Regions from separate parts of the Sus scrofa genome. Here region 2 is linked to region 1. The links are chromatin contacts, called in public Hi-C maps. All regions are on one chromosome and are shown on one strand. The core of a region is the stretch at or near the end of the contact, and the rest is flanking DNA. Distances in the headings are between cores, read along the strand shown.

The links. Hi-C and Micro-C count contacts between places; a contact is called where the count stands out from the background.
Region 2: a contact with region 1 is called in a Hi-C map of skeletal muscle, with 3 times the contacts expected there. The contact joins two enhancer-like sites. A contact is called at or near these places in 1 of 47 Hi-C or Micro-C datasets (skeletal muscle) and 1 of 2 datasets of contacts at active chromatin or transcription factors (skeletal muscle).

What each region holds. Positions count from the first base shown.
Region 1 is chr11:16,111,547-16,117,312 of Sscrofa11.1, reverse strand. It overlaps WDFY2 (WD repeat and FYVE domain-containing protein 2), which reads left to right. Exons shown (of 12, transcript XM_021065301.1): 7 at 1,204-1,330. Among named protein-coding and RNA genes, the nearest start is that of CCDC70, 140 kb to the right of the region's middle. Within about 2 kb of position 3,427, at least 15 of the 83 cell types and tissues checked have an H3K27ac peak or open chromatin away from gene starts, as enhancers often do. A contact at or near this core is called in skeletal muscle, where this site is marked.
Region 2 is chr11:16,304,217-16,309,982 of Sscrofa11.1, reverse strand. No RefSeq gene overlaps it. Among named protein-coding and RNA genes, the nearest start is that of WDFY2, 35 kb to the right of the region's middle. Within about 2 kb of position 2,737, at least 8 of the 83 cell types and tissues checked have an H3K27ac peak or open chromatin away from gene starts, as enhancers often do. A contact at or near this core is called in skeletal muscle, where this site is marked.

The DNA.
Region 1 (5,766 bases), core at 2,178-4,677:
CAGTTGACAGGGCAGTGCTGTGTAACAGATGCAGCCATTCTCACTGTAACCCCGGGAAGGAGGCGGTGGTCCGGCTGTGGTACCTTTCTTAGCTGTGTCAGTCATCATATTACCTCCCCTCCCCCCAATTTACAGTTGAGGGAACTGACCCCTAAGCATTGAAGTCATTTTCCCAGACTCTTATAAATTTTAAGTTCCCCAAAAGAGAAAGTAATCTTTAAATTCTGGCATTGTTGTCTCTTCATATCTGTGTTCAAGAATTAAAAAAATCAAACTGAGGAGTCCCCGTTGTGGCTCAGCGGTTAAAGAATCTGACTAGCATCCATGAGGATGCAGGTTCGATCCCTGGCGTTGCTCAGTGGGTTGAGGATCCAGTGTTGCCGTGAGCTGTGGTGTAGGTTGCAGACACAGCTTGGATCCCAAGTTGCGGTAGCTGTGGCGTAGACTGGCAATTGCAGCTCCGATTCAACCCCTAGCCTGGGAAACTTCATGTGCTGTGGGTGTAGATCTAAAAAGCACACACACACAAAATCAAATCGAGCTATTTATTTATTTATTCATTTATTTTTGGCTTTTAGGGCCACACCTGAGACATTTGGAAGTTCCCAGGCTAGGGGTCAAATCAGGAGCTGTAGCTGCCAGCCTACGCCACAGCCACATGGCATCCAAGCCATGTCTGCAACCTACACCACAGCTTACAGCAACGCCAGATCCTTAACCCACTGAGCAAGGCTAGGGATCAATCCCGCATCCTTATGGATCCTAGTCAGGTTCGTTAACTGCTGAGCCACAACAGGAACTCCCTGAATTGAGCTTTTTAAAACCGCATTTACTTCTCATCTGCTGTTGTCTGGGTGGGAGGCAGACAGCAGCTTAAAAAATATGGTTAACATGTCCAAACAATGTAATATTTTCCATTCTTCTTAGAATTGTATGTATTTTTTGATGGTCAATGAATTGCCTTTTTTATTTCCCTTTGGTCTTTGCACTAATTGATTTTATGGTACATTTTGGGGGGAATAGTGCTGAAAGGGTGGGACTTTTATTCTTGGAGCCAATTTTTTTTTCCTCTCTGGGGACTCATTCTCTGAGCAAAAGTGTGTTGTTAGCTCACAACACACACCTCCTGCCCCCTTTGCTCTCATTGTGCTGGTGAGTTCTGGGGTCACTTTGGGACTGACGTGCAGCTGTGTCTGTCCTCAGGTGGGGTGACTGCTCTCTGCTGGGACCCCGTCCAGCGGGTGCTGTTCTCGGGGAGCTCCGATCACTCTGTCATCATGTGGGACATCGGCGGGAGGAAAGGAACAGCCATCGAGCTCCAAGGACACAAGTAAGGCTGCTGCTGCTTTTGTACAGAACTCCGAGGAAGGGATCCCAGCCTCAAGCCAGGACAGAGGCGTGCGGGCCGGTCTCCGTGGCGGGGTCTTAGCATGGCAGGACCGCAGACAGGGGCCCCTTTGATGTATGTGTGAACCTAAGTATGGTTATTTGCTTATACCCCACTTTACGCTACAGAGGATTTGAGAGTACTTATGAAAATCATAAAATAAAATGATGGCAGCAAAGCAATTAAAGGTGAAAATGAGAACCAGAGAAGACTGTAAGAGTAAAAACTGGAGAGTGAAAGAAAAAGAGCTGCAGAAGACAAGCCATGAAGGCCTGCAGAATTTCTGAATTGAGTTCAAATGCTGCCTCACGATTCCAGCAGCTTAAGGGACGGGGCGGGGGTGGGGGGGTGACATCCTCACACAGCGCTTTGTGCTTCTCCTGCTGTTTACTGAGTACTCGCCTTGATTCGTATCAGGCTCCTCTTCCTCACGGGGTGGAGGGGAGGAGCAGAGAAAGCTTCGTGTTTTCTTGGTGCAGTTCTCCAACTTTGCTCAAAGAATCACCGAGGAATCTCTGAAGAAATAGATCCTGGCCACTGGTCTGAGGCTGCGGGCATCTGTGCCCTGACCTGCCTCCCAGGCCCTGCTGGGGGCTCCCCGATACAGTCCCTGAGGGCAAAGCCTGATCCTATCGCCAAGGAGAAATTTCATCTGCTTTAGAGCTCTAAAGCTAGCCTGAATTGTTTTTAACTTGTGACGTTTTCCAAGTGATATGGAGAGTGACTCTAGGCATTGCCGATGTGGTGCAGCAGGGTGGACGGGGTGTCTGGAGCCCTGGGCTGCAGGTTGGCTCCCTGCCTGAACTCTTGACATTGATGCAGCGTAGGCTGCAAATGTGGCTCAGATCTAATCCCTGGCCAGAGAACTCCATATGCCGCAGGGTGGCTAAAGAAAAAAATAGTGACCCTAATAGCTCCTGTGAACTGGTTGATTTTGAGCAACATTAGCTCTGCCTATAGATTTGCCTGGAAACACTAGTTTTCAGAACTTCTCCTATGTGAATGTACAGTTTAGGTTATTTACTATGAGCTAATTCATTCTAGAGGGCCCAGGCACAAATAATTCTCTTTTGGAGTTCCTGGCTCAGCGGAAATGAATCCGACTAGGAACCATGAGGTTGCGGGTTCGATCCCTGGCCTTGCTCAGTGGGTTAAGGATTCGGTGTTGCCGTGAGCTGTGGTGTAGGTCACAGATGAGGCTTGGATCCCACGTTGCTGTGGCTGGGGCATAGGCAGGTGGCTACAACTCCGATTGGACCCCTCGCCTGGGAACCTCCATATGCCGCAGGTGCAAAAGCAAATAATTCTCTTTTGTGCTAGAGTTTAGTTTGAGAGAAGTAGCTATGAAGCCCTTCTTTTCCCCATGAGAGAATACATCCGTTGTCTGGGGCTAAACCCGGCTGGTGAGGCCACTCAGACCTCAGTATCAGCTCATTAAAGGGATCGTTCCCTTATATTTCTCCTCATACAACAGGACACATATCAAGATCACGTAGAAGGAGTTGACATCATCCGTGTAAGTGAAGAAAAAGAGAAGCCAAGTAGAATCCTGTTTAATAACACTTGGTTATTATCTAATCTGCCAGGGGTAGTTCTGCTACTCAGATTCCCTCCAAGAACTAAAGTACAGGCTGTGAATGAAGATCCATACTATTTGTTGGACTCATTCAGACGAGCTTGTAACTAGTTTGATTTTTACTCAGTGGTTCAAAAGCCTGCAGGCAGGGCAGGTGTCCCTGCTGACCACCAGCATCCCTGGGCCCTGTGTGTCCTCGGGCAAAACGTTGTTCTGGGAAACTTGTGCCTACAGTTGGGTAAGAAAGGAGAAGCTGTAAAGTCGAGATAGAGTCTCTCAGTCCCAGAAAATGAAACCCAAGCTAATAGGTCTTTCAGTTTCTAAGAAGAACCCGCACGGCTTCGGAAAATGAAACAGACCACGCTCGGAATCCATCCTGGTAGGCTCGCCCCCTTGGAATGTGGTGGGCGGGCAGGCTGGCTGGCTGGGAGCCGCTAGTGCCAACTGGCTTGAACGGCAGTGCTGGCAGGAGGCTTGGCCTGGTGCTCTAACTCAAGCTCAAAATAAGGTGAAGTCTGCGAGGGACTCTGGAGGCCCAGAGCGAGGAGAGCCCATCTCCTCAGCATCGTCGGTGCCACTCTGTGAGGGGTGTGAGTACCCGAGGTGGGCACGGGCAGCATTGGAGCTGCTGAAAGGAGGGGTTTGGGGTCCCAAAGAAGGTGCAGGCAAGAAGGAGCACAGGCAGCAGTGAGGATAGACCCACTTGCACTTCAGCCCTTCCTCTGCCCTGAAAATCGGCCCAAGATTGGTGTTTGATGATGGGGTCTGGGGATCACCCAGTGTTAAAGAGTGTTAAAGAGTGTTCTCTTTTTTATTTTATTTTTTTAAATGTTTGTAGTTTAGTTGATTTACGGTGTTCTGTCGATCTCTGCTGTTCAGCAAAGTGACCTAGTCATACATAGACCTATAAATGTGGACACACTCTTTCTCTCAGATTCTCTTCCATCATGTTCCGTGACAAGCGATTGGATAGAGTTCCCTGTGCTGCACAGCAGGACCTCATTGCTTATCCATTCTAAATGGAATAATTTGCATCTACGAACCCCAAACTCCCAGTCCATCCCACGCCCCCCTTGGCAACCGCACATCTTTCTCCAGGTCTGTGAGTCTGTTTCTGTTCTGTAGACAGGTTCGTCTGGGCCATGTGTCCACATAGAAGTGATGAGCTTTCTCTCTTGGAAAATGTTTTATTAATATTTAAAGAGCTCTCAAAACACCCATGCCTCAGTTTAATCTCACAATAATCCTGTGAAAGAGAGAGAGGTCAGATACCGTTTTTTCAATGAGAATATTGAGCTCCTGTCCTCGAAGAGGCCAGCTGGCAGCTTCGTTCTCCCAGGCTTTAGTTCAGCCCAGCACAGAAAGCCCCTCAGAACCTTCTCTGTATCGCGCTGGGCAGTGGGGGCGCAGACATGAGCGCTGAACGCCGCACGGTCCCCACCCTGCCCTGTGATGTTTCCTGCTCCTTTTCTCCTTCGGAGGCCAGAGACTTTCTGCTTGGGGCCCCAGCCTGCCCCTCGCTCTCCTACATGCAATTCTTCATCCCCCCCCTCCCTGTCCCCAGGGTGACTCTTGGGGACCAGAGTTCCAAACCCGGGACGGAACCCGTCGTGAGCCTGCACCCCGGGGACAGCCGTAGGGACCAGAGGTCCCGGCCCCTCAGGGTGGGGCGACTGCCTTCCCCGCTTCTGGAAGCGTCCAGCCTCAGTGGGAGGGACAGCGCCCCGTGGCTTCGGTCCCAGGTTCTAAGGCCTCACACCGTCCCCCGCCGCAGAAGTACGTTTCGGAAGCAAGTTGGATTCTGTGGGTAAAAGTCCCCTCAGAGCAACGAGACTGAGGGGTGAGGGCCGAACGCGGCCGGCAGGTCCGAGGAGAAGAGCGAGCGCAGCGTGTGCACCTGCGGCGCCTCCCGAGCGGCCTTTGAAGCCTCTCGGTGTCTTTAGGTCCTGGAGCGAGTGGCCGATGGCCCCGTGCCGGCGCTGGGCCGGGAAAGGCGTTTGGGGACCACTTCGTTTTTCCAGAGTCGGGTACAGTTGAGGTGGATATTGTGGAAGCAGAAACCTGGACGTGGATGGTCTCGTGCCCTCTTTGCCACGTCTCGTACTTTCTCAGGTTCTTTTTTATTCTTAGAAACCGCCAGTCATTTCTCGACCAACTCTCTGACCACACTTGTTCTTTCTTGGAGTGGGTCCTTAGACCACAAAGGTTTTCTGGCAGGTTCGTTTATGGTCACATGATGGAAAGCACAGGTCAACGTCAGTGCGGTCCCTTCACCACGAGGGCATCCGCAGGTTCCGTGGGGCCCGGTCGCAGCCCGGCTTCAGCGCACGTGGCCTGTGTCCTGGCCGCCTCTCTCCCCAAGCCCAGCCCTGGGCTTCTCTCCTCCTTTTCCCGTGGGTAGGACTTCTGTTATAAACAGCCTCGAATTCTTTTGGTAAAGAAGTAGGTATTCATACATACATAGACATTGGGAGAACTTGTTCTTTTCTCTTGTAGGGAGTAAATTGCCCCTAAAGTTATGAAAGGAAGTAAGATTCTTGCATCCAGCTTCTCCTGGGTTCGGGTGCCAAGCGTGTTCTTTCTCTCCTGAATCAGGTTTCGGGGCATTTCTCCCTGTCACACTGGGGAATTACTAGAGGAGAGGGAAAGGGATGTCTTCCCTATTTTTAACTATTTCATTGGACACGTAAGAAATCAAAGTATTAGCAATTAGGTGTTCCCTTGTGGCATAGTGGGTTAAGGATCTAGAGTTGTCACTGCAGCAGATTGGGTTGCTGCGATGGTACAGGTTCCATCCCCGGCC
Region 2 (5,766 bases), core at 1,488-3,987, 190 kb before region 1:
TAAGAAAAAAAAAATCATCTTAAAAGATCTCATTAGAAAGATCCGAAGAATGATATCAGAAACCTTTTAATTTGTTTTGGGAAAAAACAGTACAAAGCAAATTGTAGATTTCTATACAAAATAGTTCTAATTCCAGAGGATAATTTCACTGTCAACAAATCTTTTTGTGGTCTTTATAAAGTTTCAAGTTAAAAACCCTCCCAAACCCTTCTGGTGTGTATGTATATATATACACACACTTATATCTGGCCAAGGTGGGCAATAAGCTTGAATCAAGATTTAGGTTTCCAAAGTAGCAAAGCCAGAGACTTCCTTTGTGGCTGGCAACATAACTACAAAGTAGCAAAGCCAAATAGACAGTCTCCTTGCAGAATTCTTTTTTTTTTTAATTTTTTAAATTTTTTTATTTTTTTTTGGCCTTGCCTGTGGCATGTGGAAGTTCTCAGGCCAGGGATGAACGCACCCCACAGCAGCAACCCAGGGTGCTGCAGTGACAATGCCAGATCCTTAACCTGCTATGCCACACAAGTGAATTCCATCCTTGCAGAATTCTCTTGTAAAATGTTTCTTATTTATTTTTAAAGGGTTTGGGGGGAGCTTGGGGTGGGGGAGGCAAGGGGGAAAGGGAATCCAAGTATGCCCCATTCATCTATATGACACCATAATAACTTGTAGACAAGATAATTACTTGGTTCCTTTGACTGTAAGGTAACAAATCATGATCAGTTTTGGTTTTGTGTGGATGCACTCCTGATGAAGGTAAGACATTGAGGACCAGAGTGAAGGCAACTCAGTGTTGCCTTCAATGTCTCATTCAAGAAAAGGGAAGCAGGGAAATTCTGAATGTGTCTTCATGATGAGGATAGAGTGTGGTGGTTTGGGAACATGGGGTGAGGGTATTTATTTGGCTTATTTCATCATCGTTAGAGCACACACTAACAATTGTATTCCATTTCTTAAATTCCACTGGTTCTGGAATTCCAGCCAAGGTCCTTCCAGATCATGGTGCTCCCTTGACCCCATGGTGCTGCTGGGGAAGGCGCTTCATTCTCTTTGCATCATAAATCGTTTGTTTGTTTATTTGCTTTAGGGCTGCACCCACAGCATATGGAGGTCCCCAGGCTAGGGGTCTATTCGGAGCTGTAGCCACCGGCTACAGCCACAGCCACAGAAACACCAGATCCAAGACACATCTGCGACCTACACCACAGCTCACTGGCAGCCCCGGATCCTCAACCCACTGAGTGAGGCCAGGGATCAAACCCACATCGTCAGGGTTCCTAGTCAGATTTGTTCCCGCTGTGCCACGATGGGAGCTCCTGCATCATAAATTGTTTAGCAATCTATTCATGAAAGCAAAAAAATATATAAAATTCTATGAAAATGATCTTGAGCACCTGCTTAATGTATCCAGATAAAGTTTTTTTCTGGATATAATATCCTTAAAAATTGAAACTCAGCCAAAGCTTCAACTGGTTGATCCTTTAGCATTTTGAGAAGTCATGATTCAAACAGAAGAGACAGCCTCTTGCTTCACCCCACTCATTCTAAGCCTATAACCGAGACAAGATGTCCTGCTCCCTGGGAAAAGGACGCCACCACACTTTGGCGCATCTGCCCTTTTAGAATGTTCCCCAAACACTAACAGCTGCAGCTGGGCCTGCCAAGGGGATGCTTCTGTGACACAAAAAGCCTTTTATTACGGTTCTCAATGCTATTTGTGATGTTTGGATTCTTCTGTTGTTACTGTTATTCTTGAAGGTTGCTTCTGGTTTGGAGCACTCGTTAAAACCTAGGGATAGCTTTTCCTTGGATCAAAGTTACTTCTGCCCAGGAACAGTGGTAGAGAAGTACACTGAACAGAGCTTTGGCACAAAGCATCTTCCAGATGGGATGAGAACACCTGAGCAATCCAATACAAACCCACATTTTTATTAGGTGACAGAGCATGTCTTATTATTTTCATGTTCTATCCTTCGGACTTCAAGTCTTCATTCTACTTTAAATGTGCAGATTTTAAAAATTCTATTTCTTAATGAAAAAGAAACTAAGAGGGAGATACAAAGTTTAGTGTTTTTAAGTGTAGGCTTCGGGGATAGTGATTTATTCACTTTATGCCCCTTGGTGATACCAATGAAAATGAATATCAAGCAAACTTAGAAGTTCGCAGGCTTTTTCCTCTCAGGCTTCTGTGCAATTAATTAGAACAATAGGGAAGCCTTTCATGAAAGTTATATCTTCAGGCTCAGCCTCATGTTCTTTTATCTGAACATAACATGTTGGTTTCTAATGTCTTTTCTTCCTCCCACCGCCAATCATGTAGGCTAACAGCCAATCAAAAAGCAAAGAGATTTTCTAATACTAAGAGTATGATGTATTTAACATGATAAATCACTGCCGTAATTTCAAAGTATAGCTTTCATGCAGGAAAAAAAAAAGTCTTTGTCATCATAGAAGTTGCCCTTTACAAACGACAGTGAATACGATAATTAATTTCTTTGATTTATATCTATCAATACATACTACTGAGTTCCTGAGGGAGTCACAGCAGTGTGCTCCCTGTTCTGCTGCTTTTGAATCCAGTATGAATCAGGGATCTGTCGACAAGGGTCTTGTTGACTAGTAGGGGACGTCAAGCAGATGTGTGAAAGCATCGTTGCCAAGCTAGGGTTGGGTGTTGTGGAAGCCGGGGTGTGCTCTGCCTCAGTACATTCCCCAGATGCTGGAGAGACTTCACTGAAGTCTTTCTGCCAGGATTTCTCTTAGCCAAAGACTGCCACCCCTGCAAGGTCATGTTCCCTCCAAGAAAGCAGGCTTTATCCAATGACAGGGGGGTAACTAAAGGCCCCAGGTCCCTTGCCTCCAGACAGGATAACTCTGAAAGATGATCCCAAATCCAGAGCAACCAGTTGGACCACTGAAATATGTTACATTTATTTATTTTATTTTGTCTTTTTATGGCCCCACTCAAATCACATGGAAGTTCCCAGGCCTGGGGTTGAATCAGAGCTGTAACTGCCGGCCTACACCACAGCCACCATTGCAGAATCCTTAACCCAGTGATCAAGGCTGGGGATTGAACCTGAGTCCTCATGAATACTAGTCGGGTTCGTTACCGCTGAGCCACGATGGGAACTCCTCTATGAAATTTAATGCTCAAATGAAATAATTTAAAATGTTTATTTCATTTACACAAAATTGTACAGTTCTCCCTGTATTAAGAAAAATCAGTCTGTCACTACTTTTCTCAAGACAGGATCTACCTCCTTCTCACAGAAAAGCTTTCCTAACATCCCAGTTTGGGCGAGGAACCTTCTGCAGCCGCTGTGCAATCTCCTGCCGTGTCCTTAGCAGATTTAATTTGTCTGTCTTCTCCTGCTGAGTAGACCAAGCAACCTGTGCTCAAGACCGTGGATCTCAGCTCTGTGGCCTCAGTGCCCAGCCCAGGGTCTGCTACATAATTCGTGTGCAATACATGGTAAAGAAACTAATGACGATAAACAAACCCGGTAAATCTTTCCAAGACAGGAGGACTCTTTTCGAACAGTCACGGTGCCAAAGTTTTAAGAAGCAAAGACGTGTGCTGCGCTATAAATCATCACATAAAAATGGCATAATAACAAAAAAGAAACCTACTCACAGACACAGACAACAAGCTTGTGGATACCAAAGGGGAGAGGAAATAGGGAAGGACAAATTAGAGGTTAACAGATACAAACTCTTACGTATAAAACAGGTAAGCAACAAGGATGTATTGGATAGTACAGAAAATTATGGCCATTATCTTGTAATAACTTATAAAGGAGTATAATCTAAAAATATAGAATCCCTATGCTGTAATCTGAAACAAATACAATATTGTAGATCAATTATACTTCAATAAGAAAATTAATAAAAATAAAAAAAGACCTAAGAAGCCAAACTTTATAAAATCTCCTTTTTAATCCTTCCTAGATACTCAATTGTTTTGAAGGTTACATAAAAGGAAATAACTAAGCTAAATGGTGAAAAGCAAAAATAAAAAGTCACTGTTATCTCAGCAGTGACCGTGTAGCCAGGAACACTAGTTGGAAGAGCCTGGCAGGGGACTGCCAGCCTGGGATCACTTTTACACAGCAGCTTCCATTTTACTCCTTTATGAAACTGTGGGAGAGAGAGATCTCTTCGTGGCTCAGAGGTTAATGACCCCGACTAGGATCCATGAAGATGCGGGTTTGATCCCTGGCCTTGCTCAGTGGGTTAAGGATCCGGCGTTGCCGTGAACTGTGATACAGGTCACAGATGAGGCTCAGGGATCTGGCACTGCTGTGGCCGTGGTGTAGGCTGGCAGCTACAGTTCTGATTCAACCCCTAGCTTGGGAACCTCCATATGCCGCATGGGCGCTGCCCTAAGATAGCCAAAAAAAAAAAAAAAAAAAAAAAAAAAACCTGTGGGAGAAAGATGAATTCCCCCATGTCAGCAGTATTTCATAGAGTACCTTTTAAAATGACAAAGGCATTACAACATCTCTGGTTGTTATGGAGAAACAATAGATATTAATTAAAGTAAGTGAGCCATTTTGGCTCATGTTGAAGGATTAACTGCCATGACGAATTGAGGTTATTGGGGACTCAAGTGTGTCCCACGGCTTCCCACCACATCAGCATATCACGTCCCGCCAGTACGCAGGGAAGGAAAGATGGGTAATAACAGTTCCCACGGAGGGAAAAGTCTCCAGATCCCTTTCCTGTGCTTTCTCATCCCCTGGTGGTCGTCCATGTGCTCCCCAAGGGCATCTCCCAGTGACCCCCCACCCCACCCCATCACACGTGCAGCCTCATCTCCAAAGAGCCAGGATCCCTTTGCTGTCTCCCCACTCATTTGGAAAAGCCTGATAGGTCTGGAGTCGGTGAAGACCTGACCGATGGAATTAAAATGGCCCTGAGAGTTTAACACGGGATCCTGAATAGGGTTGTTAGTATTTTAGCGGATGGAGTCTTAATCCAAGAAAATGAATTCCTCCTTTTCAAAGTTTCAGGCATCAACACGCAAGCAGTGGGAGGGGTGTTGGGGTCTCGCCCAGGGCAGCTGTCTCCTCCTCCTCCTACTTATATGGCTGATGCGGCTTCAGTCTTGGTTTCTATTTTTAAAAAATATCTCTTCTTTCTTCCATAAAACTTTGCCTAGGGTTCTGGCCCATAAAAACATTGTAATCACATGTATGATTTGAGAAAAACCACAATTATGAAAACCTCAGGGTACTCTTTCATCCAAATACTCTGTATCATCGGAAATGATCAAAAATTAATACAGCTCCAACCACCCCAACCCCAAATCAGAGCGCAGGGGAAAGGGTTTTGAATCTAACAGTCTTTCCGCAGTTAAAATCATTCTGGAAAAAAACCAGCATTTGATCAAGTTTAGGCAAGACTTTTTTGGTTGTTGTTGAAGATTGCTGCAATGGTTTCATATGAGGCTTTCTTGCCCCTTTCCAATTTGTTTACAATCACCCCTCCCTCCCCAGGGGTTTTGGAATGAATCATCAACTTTTCTTTTTCAAGTACACTATTAAATTAGGCTACAGCCTGGAACCAAACATTTGTTCTTACAAGCATTTCTTTCATGTCATCAGCTGTAATGGAAACCAGAAATTCAGTAGGCAGGCCTTATCTCCAACAAAGCAAAAGCAGGGACATCTAGGCCCACACTTCTGCTGTCATGCACCATTTGGACAAATGTAATGATAATAACTAAGGGTTGGAGAATTAATACTAAAATTAGAAAAG